2 separate regions of the Gossypium hirsutum genome follow, and region 1 is linked to region 2. The links are chromatin contacts, called in public Hi-C maps. All regions are on one chromosome and are shown on one strand. Each heading gives the region's core, a stretch centred on a gene start, on an enhancer-like site or on the middle of the called end of the contact. The rest is flanking DNA. Distances are from core to core; before and after follow the strand shown.

Evidence for each region. A called contact is a pair of places that touch in the nucleus more often than the background predicts.
Region 1: a Hi-C map of leaf shows a contact between it and region 2, with 3 times the contacts expected there. The contact joins the enhancer-like site here to the promoter of LOC107920117 in region 2. A contact is called at or near these places in 4 of 34 Hi-C or Micro-C datasets (leaf and seedling).

What each region holds. Positions count from the first base shown.
Region 1 is chrA08:35,434,932-35,441,479 of Gossypium_hirsutum_v2.1, reverse strand. No RefSeq gene overlaps it. Among protein-coding and RNA genes, the nearest start is that of LOC121205283, 37 kb to the right of the region's middle. Within about 2 kb of position 4,824, at least 5 of the 9 cell types and tissues checked have an H3K27ac peak or open chromatin away from gene starts, as enhancers often do. A contact at or near this core is called in leaf, where this site is marked.
Region 2 is chrA08:34,689,363-34,696,640 of Gossypium_hirsutum_v2.1, reverse strand. It overlaps LOC107920117 (tRNA (adenine(37)-N6)-methyltransferase), which reads right to left and starts at 2,407. Exons shown (of 9, transcript XM_041074449.1): 1 at 2,202-2,407; 2 at 2,002-2,123; 3 at 1,821-1,902; 4 at 1,410-1,459; 5 at 1,215-1,307; 6 at 790-849; 7 at 592-666. The coding sequence starts at 2,274.

The DNA of each region.
Region 1 (6,548 bases), core at 3,575-6,074, 740 kb before region 2:
TTACTAGACAAGATAGGATCACTTCCTTTTAAGATTTTCTACGCAAAAACTTAAGTACTCCCTTACAAAGATGAGATATAAGAACAAAGATTAAAGACACCTCTCAAAGGAAGATATTACAATAATAAAGTTCATTCAATAACAAAAGAACACTTGAAAAGAATAAGAAAAATGTTTATTCAAGTGTCTGTATGAAAAACAAAATGAATATCAATGAAAATGATGGATTTTAGAGCAAATGGCTTTACAAACTTGTCTCGTCTTCAACGTTAAGCTATTGACTTGTAGTTATGCCTTCTAATAGCCTTGGAGCCATTTGGAGACATTAGGGGTCAATTAGAGTTGTTGCTACAATTAATTCATGCATTAATTGTAGATTGTAAACTACTTGTATCGGTACAAGTGGACTTATGCCGATAGAAGTCTTGAAAATTATGACCACTGGAGCCATGAGTATTGGTAGATGTCTACTTGTATTAGTAAAAGTTTGAAGGTTTTAAGGGTTCAAACTTGTACCAATAGTTGTATCGGTAGAAGGTGTAGGGGAGACAAAAAATTGCTCATTGACTTGGTTGTATCAATATAAGTCCCTTTAAGTATCGATAAAAGTCTAATGCTTGGCTTGGAATGCTCTCTGACATATTTCTATTGATAGAATGCAACCCAAAGTATCGATACAACTAGGGTTGTATAAGTAGAAGGGTTCCCATGTATCGGTAGAAGTGTGAAAGGATTCTTGGGTTGCTCTCTGACTTAGTTCTACTGATACTTGTGTAGCCATGTATTGGTAAAAGTCTCCTAAAATTGAAAATTTTATTTTAAATCAAAGTTTTTCAAAGGCATTTTATCATTTTAAGTTTCTAAATACTTCAAAAATAATATTGAGAGCTTTATATCAATTGATTGCAATTTAGAAAAAGAAAATTTATAATTTAACTTTTTTATACCAAAACATTTTACAAAGTAGTGCTAACTATTTGGATTTAAGAAGTAACTTTTATTATTTATTATATTACTATATTGATGTTAGAATAAAACTTTATTGTTCGTATTAAATTTTGATTATTAGGAAATCTTTTATTTAAACTAAAATTGCAATTTGTGTACATTTTCATTATGATTTGAATCACACTTTCAATAATGAAAAATTAATAATTGGCATTATAAAATAGATGTAAGAAAATTTAACATCTTTTTATTTTCATTATATTAATAACTAAATGTTTTAAAATAAATAGTTAAAATTTCATTATTATTTTCATTAATTTTAATTATGATTTGAAGTTTTGTAATTTCAAAATAATTAACATATTTTAATTCAATGTAATATATTTTATAAAGTGTAGGCATCTAACAAGAACATGTCATATGTCATGTTTTTATTGACTAGTGTTGAGTTTAGGATAAAAAATAAAATTAATAGTTTAGATATTATTTTTATAAAAAAATTTAGCTACCTAAATGAAAAAAAGATAAAATATAAGGACTAATATTACATTTAAGCCTAATATACATCGCCATTTCCTACATTTGAATTTTTTTTAAGAAAATTGTTTTGATTAGCAATGTATTAATGTTAATTGAATAATTTATTATATTCCTTGGCGCTGCCGTTTCCAATTAGAATAGAAAGAGAGACAAAGACCAAAGGGAAAAAGGCCGAGAAAGACCACACCCATTGCATCAAATTTCATTGTAAAGTTGTTATCCTATCTACCTCACATCGCTGCAATTCTCAAAACCAAAATTTTGTTATTCATATATATACTTGGTAAAATAATTTATTTAGTCTTAATCTAAAAAAATTGTTTTAATTTTTTATTTTTTATCAAATTACTTCAAAATAAATAAAAAAATTAATATTTATAATTTATCAATATGATATACACATAGATTATCACGTCAATAATTAATTGTTATTTTTTAAAAAATTAAAATTTAAAAAAGTATAAAAATCATTTTTTCAATATTTTTAATTTTTAAAAATTAATTAATTGATAATTAGAATACATATAGATGTCATATCAATAAAGTCAATTTAGGTTAATTTTTCCATTCATTTTAGAATGATTTGATAAATAATTCAAATTTAAAAACTAAAAGAGTCGAAAAATTAAATAAAAGACTAAAATTAATTTTATGTAAATTAAATTTAAAAAAACAAAACAAAAATCAATCATGTATAAAAAGAGAAATGGTTGTACTAAGTTAAATACTGTGGGGAAATATTAAAAACTGCTCATTTGTACAATGCTTACGCTGTTCCTTAATGCAAAATCACAGCAATTGCCAAAATTGTAAAGTAAATAACTGGGCACATTTGGATAATGGTGGAAGAAAGATATTGTTTCCGAATAAGATAAGGTTTGAATTATAAAAAACAAGATAATAAAGAAATCCCTGAGAGAAAAAAGTGATAATGATAGCAGTGATAGTAAAATTTATCTGCAATTTGCAGTCATTTTTGTCTCGTTTCAATCATACAAATATTGAAAACCTGCAGACTAGATAATTATCATAACAACAAGGTCAAAATAGTGACTTGATATGGTTATCAATTCTACTTGTTCATATCTTAACAAGTGAATTAATAGGTGTGAGATAACTGATTTTGTTTTTTATAAAAATAATTTTTAGGTAGTACATAAAATAAATAGGGTAAATTATATTTAAGATTATTAAACTATCAATAAATTTATATTTTAATTATTTAATTTTAAAAGACTATAAAATAATCACTGAATTATTTAAAAATTTTATTCATATCATAAACTATTCGAATGCTTTTATTTAAGGCATTGCACTATTAACGTTTTTTTTTAAATAGAGCTAGTGAATTTCAAGTGATAATTCGGCAATCGATACAGTAGATCAGTACTCATTGACAAATAGGATATACCTTCAATCTAAGTCGATCCAACGATCAATGTCGAAGATCGAAGAAAAAAACTATTTAGATTTTAGATTATAAATTTGTAACATTTAAAAGTTGCTTCATGAAAAAAATTGAACTATAGAAAAGAAGGTGAATGAAAGCTTTCGATTGGTGTAAACAGTGTGAATGAAGAAAGCCATACAATAACATTTTTAGTAATTTAATGACTTAAATAAAAACATTTGAATAATTTAATTACTATTTTGTAAGTTGAATAACTAAATAAATTTATTAATAATTACATCAACTAATTAAATTCTATCATCGATACTATGCTTTAGAAAAAGTAAATAATTACTAGCAAAATAAAAATAAAAAAAAACTTTATTTTGAGAGATCCGTATGCAAAAGTAGGGGTGAGCGTTCGATCGAATCAAATGAAAAAATTTCAAGTTAATCGAGTTTACGAATCATATTTTATCATCCTAATTTGATTTGAAAATTTCTCGAATCGAGTCAAGTGAGATGGAATTCGAGTCGAATCAAATCAAATATATTTGTTCGAGTTAAATTTTAAAAAATAATTTTGAGTCATTGTAACCACTGTCACCTATCGTAATAAAATTTGTCCACCTTAATCAAAATTTTTATTAATTTTCATCACCTCATAATTTATTTATTAATCTTTTATATACAGGTTAGATTCTTTGCTTGCTTAGTTGTTTCAATTATCTTCACATTCTTGCTACTATGTATTTTGGAATTAAAAAATATATTTAATGTAAAAATGTGATTTTTTAATAAAAGTTATTTTAAAGACAAAATGTGAAATTGATACCAATATAAAATTTTAACATGAATATTTAATGGCATAATTAATAATTCAATTTTAATATAAATATTCAATATGACTAAACAATTAAATAATATAAATAGGGGCGAAGCCAGAAAATTTTTTTAGGGGGGCCGGATGAAATTTTAATTTTTTTATAGTTTATATTTTTATAATTTGTAAAGGATTATATTAATTTTTTATAATTTTAGGGGGGCCAAAGTGCAATTTTACCTTTACTAATTTAAAATTTTTAAAAAATTTCAAGGGCCTAAAATAAAATTTTTCATTTTAGGGGGGCCGGGGCCCATGCCAGCCCCCTGGCTACGCCCCTGAATATAAATAATATAAAAATTTTAGGGGGAAAGTGGGAGGAATAAAAGTTTTAGGGGAAAATAAAAAGTTTTGAGGGTTTTTGGGAGTAAAATTTTGAGAAAAAGTAAATGGGAGAGCAAAATTTTTGTGGAAAATAGATTTTGGGTAGATTGGGGGTTGGGATAGAAGGGGAGTAAAAGTTTTGGGGGGAAAGTGGGAAGGAGTAAAAGTTTTGAGAGAAAAGTAAAAAAGTTTGGGAGTTTGGGGCAAAAATGTAAAATATTATAGTTTGATATTCGAATTATTCGAGTTATTCGAATTCGAAAACACAACTCGATTCGAACTCGAAATTCGAAAAAAAAATTTGAGTTAACTCGAATAACTCGAATAACTAGATTTTTTTAACTCAAAATTCGAATTTTTTTATTTTTTCAAATTAAATCGTGTTTTGCTCACCCTATACAAAAGTAAATATAAAGGGTATAAAACCATCGGTATCAATGAACCTTTAAGCAACATGTGGCATACACGTCTAATAGAAGCTGTGGATGATGAAGTGTTTTCAATAACAAGGACATATGTTTTGTATGGGGCAGGGCATGTAGGACTGCACAGGACAAATCAATTAAAATTTTCTGGTCAAAAAGCTTCCAACTTATGTCAACTTTTACAACCAACATCCTCAAAACTTTTCACCAAATGCTCGACTCATTTTCATTAAATTTACAACTAAATATAAACTGTGATGTGATCCTCATAAAAGTCTCCATGTGAGAAAGTTAAAGCATTTTGGCCCAACCTTACCACTTGAAAGAACCAAAACTAAGGACACTACCCAACAAAGCAGCAGGCAGAGGCCTGCATACACTAAGGTACAAATGAAACAACATTTCCCACGACATATCTCTTGTTTGGTAGCTAAGAAAATATACAATCCTTACATATTTCCCACAAATAATTGAGATAATTTTACCACTCTAATCTGGTTAGAAAAGAGAGAGGAAAGGGCAGAAGCATTGTAGCAGTCAATTTATCAACTCCCTGACAAAAACAAAACCGTAGCTAGGTGATATTTTCACCATTTATTTTACTCGTAAATTTCGGAGGAATCAAGGATTGTTTAGTGCTAAGAATGCCATTCAATCACAATAGCAATTTATACAAGGGAGAGCACTTAAAAAGTATTGGTGGCACCCCATCTTTTTCATAAAATTCGTCGCTGAGAATCATTATACGTAATGACATGTCGACATAGACCTGAAACAATGTTCCTTGTTTCACACTGAAATGGAAAGCGCTATCTTGTTTGCTAGATATGGAAGTTCAGCTTTCACATCCATGCGAGTTTTCATGGTTTTTGATAGAGTTGAAAGCTGAAATGTATCCATGATTATAGGATAGGATTGAATCATAAACTATATTTCCTAATTTGCAGCTGTTTGGTTGCTGCCAATAGTTATATTATTAGTTCCATTTGAACTCGTAAATCATAATCTTCCCGAGGACTAAGAGTGGATCTCACTCGTAAATCTTAACCTGGGATTGGGTCAGCCACCTTGAATGCAAGAACATCTTCCATCACTCATCATAAATTCCAAACCAACAGAAAACATATTGAAAATGACAGGGAATAAGGCAGTTGTTAAAGTAGTGAGAGTGAAGATATGATATTTGTGGAGGGTGAGTCAGTACTTAAGGGGGTAAGTGACCCAATAAGAGAAGCAAATGGGAAATGGGTCAGAAGAGCACTTGTTTCCTAATGCAAAGACAGGACTTCACAAATTGATTCACAAGAGACACGGCTGCGGAGCCCCACCACCCTTTTGTCTCTTTCTTCCTACAACCTGCCCTTCCCAGCCAGCAGCGGTCACTAAAGAAAAAGCTCTCCCACTCACCCAACTGTCTCTTTCAACCATTCGTTTCTATTCCTCTTTTCCTTTTTTTAATCCTTTTTAGATAACCTTGTAAGTCACATATTAACCGTCTATTATTTTTGAAGTAATCGGAAATAATGTTTCATAAATCGGTCGGGTCTATCTAAAATATTAATATATTTTATATTTTATTTAATTTTGATTCAATTTAAAATATAGATTTAAAATTTTGTCTAAATTCGTTCATATTTGTAAATAATTAACTCAAACTCATTTTAAACTTACTTATAATAATTTTTAAAAATTTTAAAAATATATTTATATTATTTTTAATTTACTATTTAATAATTTATATATTTTTATTCATTAAAATTTTATATATAATCACCTTAACTATTTTAGTGTTTACATCATAATAGTAGTACGGCTATAGATTTAATTTTTATATGTAATAAACTGACATAACATAAAATATTATTAGCTTAAAAATAGGTTGGGTCAGGTCAGGCTCAAGTTTTGAATGTTCAAGCCCGAGTTTGGCCTACATTTTAAATGGGCCTAATTTTTTGTCCAAGTTTATTTTTCGGGCCTAATTTTTTATCCAAGTCTATTTTCCGGGCCTAATATATTTACCCAGATCCTCTCAATTTTC
Region 2 (7,278 bases), core at 1,158-3,657:
AGCCCGACCACCCATATCAAAATTTTTTATATTATTCTTTATATAAAAATATAATACATCAAATACATTAAAAATATTAAAATAAATGTTTCCCAATAAATTAAAAATAAATGAAAAAACATTCTATACTTCAATAACATTAAAACAGGTGCAATTTAACAAGCAAATGCTTTTAAAATAGTAGTAAAATTAACAATAAAATAAGATTTATACAATATCTATATAATAACAACAAAATAGTAACAATATAATAGTGAAATGGCAATAAACAGCAGCAGCTTTTTTCTTTCAAATTTGGGCTGGACTTGGGCCAAAAAAGTTTATCCAAGACCCGACCCGTTTTCTAAACAAGCTTTATGATTTTTTCCAAGCCCATTTTTTAGGCCTATATTTTTACCCAAACACTCTTACTTTTTCGGTGGGCCTTCGTTCCGGGCCACATGATCAGGTCTAAACTAAATTTAGTAAAAAATGAATCAGTTTAGTTGTGTTATTCAAGAATAAGACTTGTAATAAAATAAACAAAACAATATTTCTTAACAATATACATAAATGAAGTAGGAAGCTAAAGAACAATAAAAGAGAAAATACCATGACCCAGTTAGGTACAACTGCTCCTTCAATACTGTCACAATATGGAAGATACGGTTTGATGTCCAGCACTGGCTGTTAACAAAATCATACATGAGGCATGATTTATATACATAGCTGTTAAGAAAATGCATAAAAACAGGAAAGTGGAAAAAGCCAATCATAGCTCCCAGTAAAGTTCAGGAAATGCGAGCTTACTGTTCCATCAACTAGATCTACTCCTGAGAGTAGAACCATATTTCCTTGTACTGCCTCCACCTAATATATAAAGAGTATATCAGTTCCAAAGTGATCATTCTCTCAATTTCAAATTTCATGTATCCTGATGATGCTTCACCAAAGTCCTCCATGATGTCTCAGAAATTCACTCAAGGCAGACAAAAATATTGACATTGAAAGGCTTCTTTTAACAGAGATATATATTTTTCCAATTGATACATGAAACATCACAAATGTTATGAGCTCAAGTAAACATTAACCCTTAAGAAAAGAGCCATTGGAATATATTTATGAAAGATCCTCCTTTTAGTGTTGATAACAAAACTTCCATTAGATATATTGAAGGAAAAATCATAGGTAAACATGTTGTTACAACAATAACACATTTGTACATGACTCCATACCTTTGCTACAGTGAGTCCTATAGGACACAGTCGATGTGGAGATCGTGTAGCAAAAACTCCCATCCTTCCTCCTTTCAATCTTGGAACTCTGACCTATTAAAGTGACCAACCTTCCATAGAAGTCTAAAGATGATAAGAAAGTTTCATAAAAGATAGAAACGAATATATATGTATCATTATTATAGTTCCACAAACCTTGGCCTTAAACTTTGATTTAGATGGATGCTTCCATAACTTTTCCAGATCTGTATTCAAATGAAATACATATATAATCCAGCAATGAGAGTATTCTTCGAGACCCTCAAGTGATGCTGGAGGCATTCTAGTTGAATCAAAAACCAAAGATGCCCTAGCAAGAGGGACAAGTAGAGGCTGCCTACGGGTTCCATTCCTACATAAATTTTACAAGCAATTGGAACCATCCTTAAGTAGCAAAGATAAATTAGTAGTAAGCTTCAATCTGATTATTTACCAAGGCAAGCGTTATTATTGCATAGCTTCTATTAACAGAATAAAAAATTTTATTTACCCAATCAGTCATTAATTTTTTTTTAAACGAAGCACCATCTGGAAATCACCTCGTAGAAAAACAAGATTGAACGATACCAATAGGTGCCATTGGATACGATGGTATGTCTAAATTCTCAGACTTGGCTTGTGGTTGAGCGACTACTGCTTTCCTCAATGCCTACAAATTTGGATTTTTTCTTACAAATAAATAACAAAACCAAAAGAAAAATAACAGTCATCATAAAGAATAAAAACAATAAAAGAGAGAAGGAAGAACCTGTTGAGCCCTAATCCGACCTTGTCTTTCAGAAGCACACTTTTCCAAAGCAGAATTGAGGGATTTTTTAAGCTCTTTCAACTTTGAATCCCATTCTATCAAATTTTTCCTCCATATATAAACTGAAAGAAAGAAGATCAACATCCACCATTGCTACAAATTAAATAAAAAGAATAAAAAGGGGGTGAAGAGAGATGTACAGGAGATAGCTGAAGAAGCAGAAAACAGAGAAGCAAGTGCCAATGCTAAGATGGAGTATCGGGTAGAGGACATGGGTTTTGTGTAATTAGTGCTTGTAGTATTTCTTCTTCTGCTCTTTCATCCAAGTTTAGCTAGCTGCAGTTGGGTTGAGTAGGGTTTTAGCTTAGGAACAAACAAGTTTGAAGTTTCTTCTACTTTATTTATTTTTTTTAATTTTGGGTTGGCACTTGGGAAATGAGATGGTATGGCATGGATTCTTAAATTGGATCAAACAGAGAACGGCTGTAAGCCCGAAAATAATGATCCAAGGCCCTTGTTGCTTATGTTCCCTTGGCCATGGCTAGCCCGAAACTGTTACTACAATCCAATTTAGACTGTGTTAAGTGGCAAAGGTCCATGCTTGGGAAATTTACAGAAACAAATTTACAGAAACAATACTAAAATAATCATTTATTACTTAAATATATTTTGAAATAGTAAAAAATAATTTGGGTTTCCAATTGATGCTGATTTCGTCATTAGTAAACTTAAAATTTTCTTTTTAATATTAAAAAAGTAAAATTTTAAAATTATAATTTTAAAAAATAAAAAATTATGAAAATAGAAACTTTTTAAAATTATTTTTTTAAAATTAAATATAAAAAATTTTAAAATTCAATATTATCTAAACCAAATTAGACTAGAAATTGGTTGGGGTATTGGTCAAATAAAAGGTAAAAAATTAGTTGACTTGCTGATTTTTTATTCAACCAGTTCGGTTTTTATAACAATGAATTTTGAATTTTTTTATATTTTTAAAACATATTACTTTTGAATTCTAAAGAATTTTTCATTTTTCATTTTAAAAAATATAATTTTAAACTTTTATGTTTTTTAAAATATGAAAAAATAAATAAATTTTAAAATATTTTAAATACTTTTAAAGGGTATGGACCAAATTAATAGAAAAATATTGTAAATGTTTAAGGCTAAAAAAGTTTAAAAATTTTAAAAATTGGTTGACCCATGAACTAGTACGGATTGTTTAACCCCGGGCTAAAAAATCATTTGAACTAATAGTTGAATTGATTTATATAATTTTGTAATTTTTATTTTTTTTATAATTTATTTGCTTTGAAACGATTAGACCAGTGATTATGGGAACCAATTGGTCAGACCAGTTTAAAATTGGTTCAACTATTAATTCAATCAATTTTTTTAACTCGCTTCGATACATCAACCAATTTTTTATTCAACTAATTTAGTCTGGATTAAATAACATTAAATTTTAGAATTTTTTCATATTTTATTTAATTTTTTAAAATTTTAAAGGCTTTTTTTTCATAATTTTTTTATTTTTAATTAAGTCAGTTTGGTCATTGAGAAACTCAAATTATTATTTTTATTATTAAAACATATTACTTAGATAAATAAAAGTAAATCTATATTAATTGAGAGATAAATTATTATTTTAATATTATTTCTGTAAATTTCTCGTCCATACGTTTAAGAGATATACTATAGCCATAATATATAATTTAATATCCAAACATAATTTTTCTTAGTTTGATACATATATATTTTCTTTATCAAAGTGGTAGTTAAAGTTTCACATATTATTCCAATAATTTAGCACCGTTAAAAATTTTTAAGACGGTATCTTACGCTAGTAAATGAGTGATATGTAAATATTTGATAAAAATATTTAAGTATATAAAATATTAATGTTTTTTTTTTGTTTTAATATAGTCTAAAATAAAAAAATCAATTTATGATTTTGGGTCCTTAGTTTTTTTATTTTTTTGGTTAAATAGGCAATATATGCTGATTTTTTTAATTGGCCAAATAAATCGTTTTTTTTTTCAAGATTTAGGAAAATAGGTCGATTTCGGAGAGAAAGTGTGAAAGCATGTCCAGCTGGGCGCGCTTTTGTCACAGGCCGTAGTTCAAAGCCCGTGACCATCGCACCAAATCCATCCAATGGAGGTCTATTGTTTGGATGGGGATCACCCCGTAAGAATTGGTCTAATTCAGGAAGCTGTTGGAGAAGCCTATCATATTGAAGCTTGGTTGGCTCGATAATGAAGATACGACAACTTAAGCTAATTTGGTAACTAATCTTAGAAGATTGACAGAATCATATCTTGTAAAGATTAGATTAGATTTGATATGCCATATCTTGTAAATCCCTAAAATTAAGGGATATGGTTAATACCGTCCGTTAATGTAAATGTATCTTGACCGTCAGTTTTGGAAGAGCTCAACTATAAATTGAGAGCCTCCCCCTCATTTGTACTCACTCAATTCATTGTTGCATTATTCTTTGTGAATAAGAGAATATTGAGAGTATTTACTCAAACACTTGGTGTGCGCTCTTTCTGTTGTTCTTTGCAAGTTTCTTTTGGCATAAATCGCTTTCGCTCTACAAATTGGTGCCTTGGAGAAGTTCTTAAAGAATCCTCACTTAAGTAAAGGCTGACTTAAGTGAGTTTGGACGAACGAATCACCTAAGGTCGCACAGATCGCGAGACGAAAGATCTGGCCCCGTGACAAGTGGTATCCGAGCTATTGGTTCGAAGGCACCGTTAGGATGTCGAAAGAGGAGTTTGAACAAAGGTGGGCTAGAAAGTCTTTGACGGAGATGCTATCGACTGTTGAGGAACGCGTGGGTAAACTTGAGGAGTCCATGGAGGACGCAAAAGAGTTAGACAATGTGCTTGGGGAAAGCATTGAGGACTTGAAGAAGCAATCCAGGGACTTTGTGACCATGTGTCTCACTTTCCAGAGGGATAGCGTGCAAGAGTTGCTAGATTCCCAAAGGAATAAGCTAACAGAGAGGAACGATGCTCTCGAAGCCATGGTGAAGGCTTTGAAGGAGCAAACAATGGCCACAACGATGGCTTTGAGCACAAGAATAGAGGAGCTCGAGGGAGAACTGGCCTTGTACCGAATAGCCGTGGGGAAAGGAGTGTCAAGTGCAGTACTCTGTTACGAGGATGTCCTGAAGTTGAAAGAGTTTATGGGGACAAGGTTTACATGTGATGTAGACAATTTCTTGTGGAGGATGGAAAACTACTTCCGTGCCAAAGGCATTATAGATGATGTAATTAAGGTAAACATTGCTTTAATATTTCTTACTAATATTGCGCTTTTATGGTTGTAACAGCCTAAACTCGGCCTAGAAGTTTAGACCAGATTCCGGATGTCACATTGATCACCGAAGTGATCATGGGTAAATTTTTACAAAACAATTGACATGTCGAATCGTAATATTTAATCGTTTAAAATCCAATCACTAAAATTACAGTTATATAAAAGCGGAATAGAAACGAATAAAACTTAAATGGAAATTTGTATCACAGTTTTATAAAACCTTACAGTTCAAAAATCGAATAACCAAATAGTAACTGAAAATACAAACAGATAAATTATTTGTCACTGAAACTGTCCAAGACCTTTGCATACCGAGCCCAGCATCAAAATTTTGAAACGTACTTGAAAGGAAACACTAAGAGGAGTGAGCAACTCGAGCTCAGTGTGAGTCCGAATCAAGACCAAAAACAAATCACGAAATTCAATTCAATATCACACCAGCTTTACAGAAGTTCACTGAGTCAGAACGAAACTTGGAACTAACGTCCTAACAGAACATAATACTCGAGCACACTCATTTCACAAATAGATAGATAGAGTACACTAAAAAAGTCAAGAACCCAAAATATACAAATAGATGCGTATGAAATGCAGTCAAGTAATAAAACCCACCCATCCAGCCAACACACCTCTCCATCCCCCGATCACACCCCATAAGAGTTGTTTAAGCTCAACCAACCGAAACACACCATATAGGACCCCATAGGTCTATCCAACCCTACACATCATATATGTGGACCAAGCCACTCAGATATTAATTCGCAGCAGAGCTGGCATATGTGCTGTACAGTGCAATGCAGTAATTCGCTGTACAGTCTTGTTGCAGTTATACTACCAGATCAGAATATAGTACGCAGCAAAGCTAATGCATATGCAATACAGTGCGATAAATTTCCGTAAAAATATGTTGCAGTAAAATTGCTAGATCAGATCAGAATCCCTTCACTTCGTAATCCCACCCAAAACTTTGTGCAAGTGTATCTGTGTATACATTAACACAGAAAACAAAGAGCACATCCACAGACAGTCAGACAGGAATAGATATGTACACACACCCAGCTAACCGAGTTCAGAGTCAGACATCTCACACAACAATTAAAGATATCACATAAGCCGCAGCCCAAATCAAAGTCTTAATTACCCTTTCTAAGGCTTAGCCAAGGGTTCAAACACACAGACACATTTTCGGATCGTAAACATACACACAAACTAAATTTTGGTGTCTAAGGACCACACGCCCGTGTGGAAAAGCCTAGGCCTTGGGGGAGGTCAAGTGCCCTTATGAGAAAGGGCACATGCCCATGTGAAAAGGGGCACATGCCAGTGTGGACCAGGGACATGGCCGTGGGAACAGGCCATGTAATTCTCTGTCTATTTGTGCTAAATTTGAGTAAAGGGTTGACACGGTCATGTACGGGTCTCACACGCCCGTGTGCCCACTAGATACGACCGTGTGTCCAAAACACACGTCCATGTGGGATCCTTAAATCCCCAAATTAGCCATAAGACCATGTGGCACCAAATCACTCAAACCCTAATTCCCAAACACATACCCCCGTGTACCCAGGGGACACGGTTGTGTGAAAATTGACTATTTCCCCAAATCGGCCACACGGCCGTGTGGCCAGGTTGTGTGGCACTCAAATCAGCTTGGAAACCCTAATTCCCAAAAGCACACGGCCGTGTGTTTCAGCACACGCTCATTGTGGCCACCCATGTAGTCACGAAACCACCCTAAAATAGCCCCCAAAAACATGCTATCAGCAACGAATCACTCCCAGCCCTTAATAGATCGAAAATAAACCAAAACATGCAACTTCTAATCATAAGACAGTAAAACAACATCGCTATTGACAGGTTTGCGAACACTCCACACATACGATGTTGACTTTTCATAAAGTCGAAATAGAATTCATAAATAAAACAGAAAAAGATACGAAACCC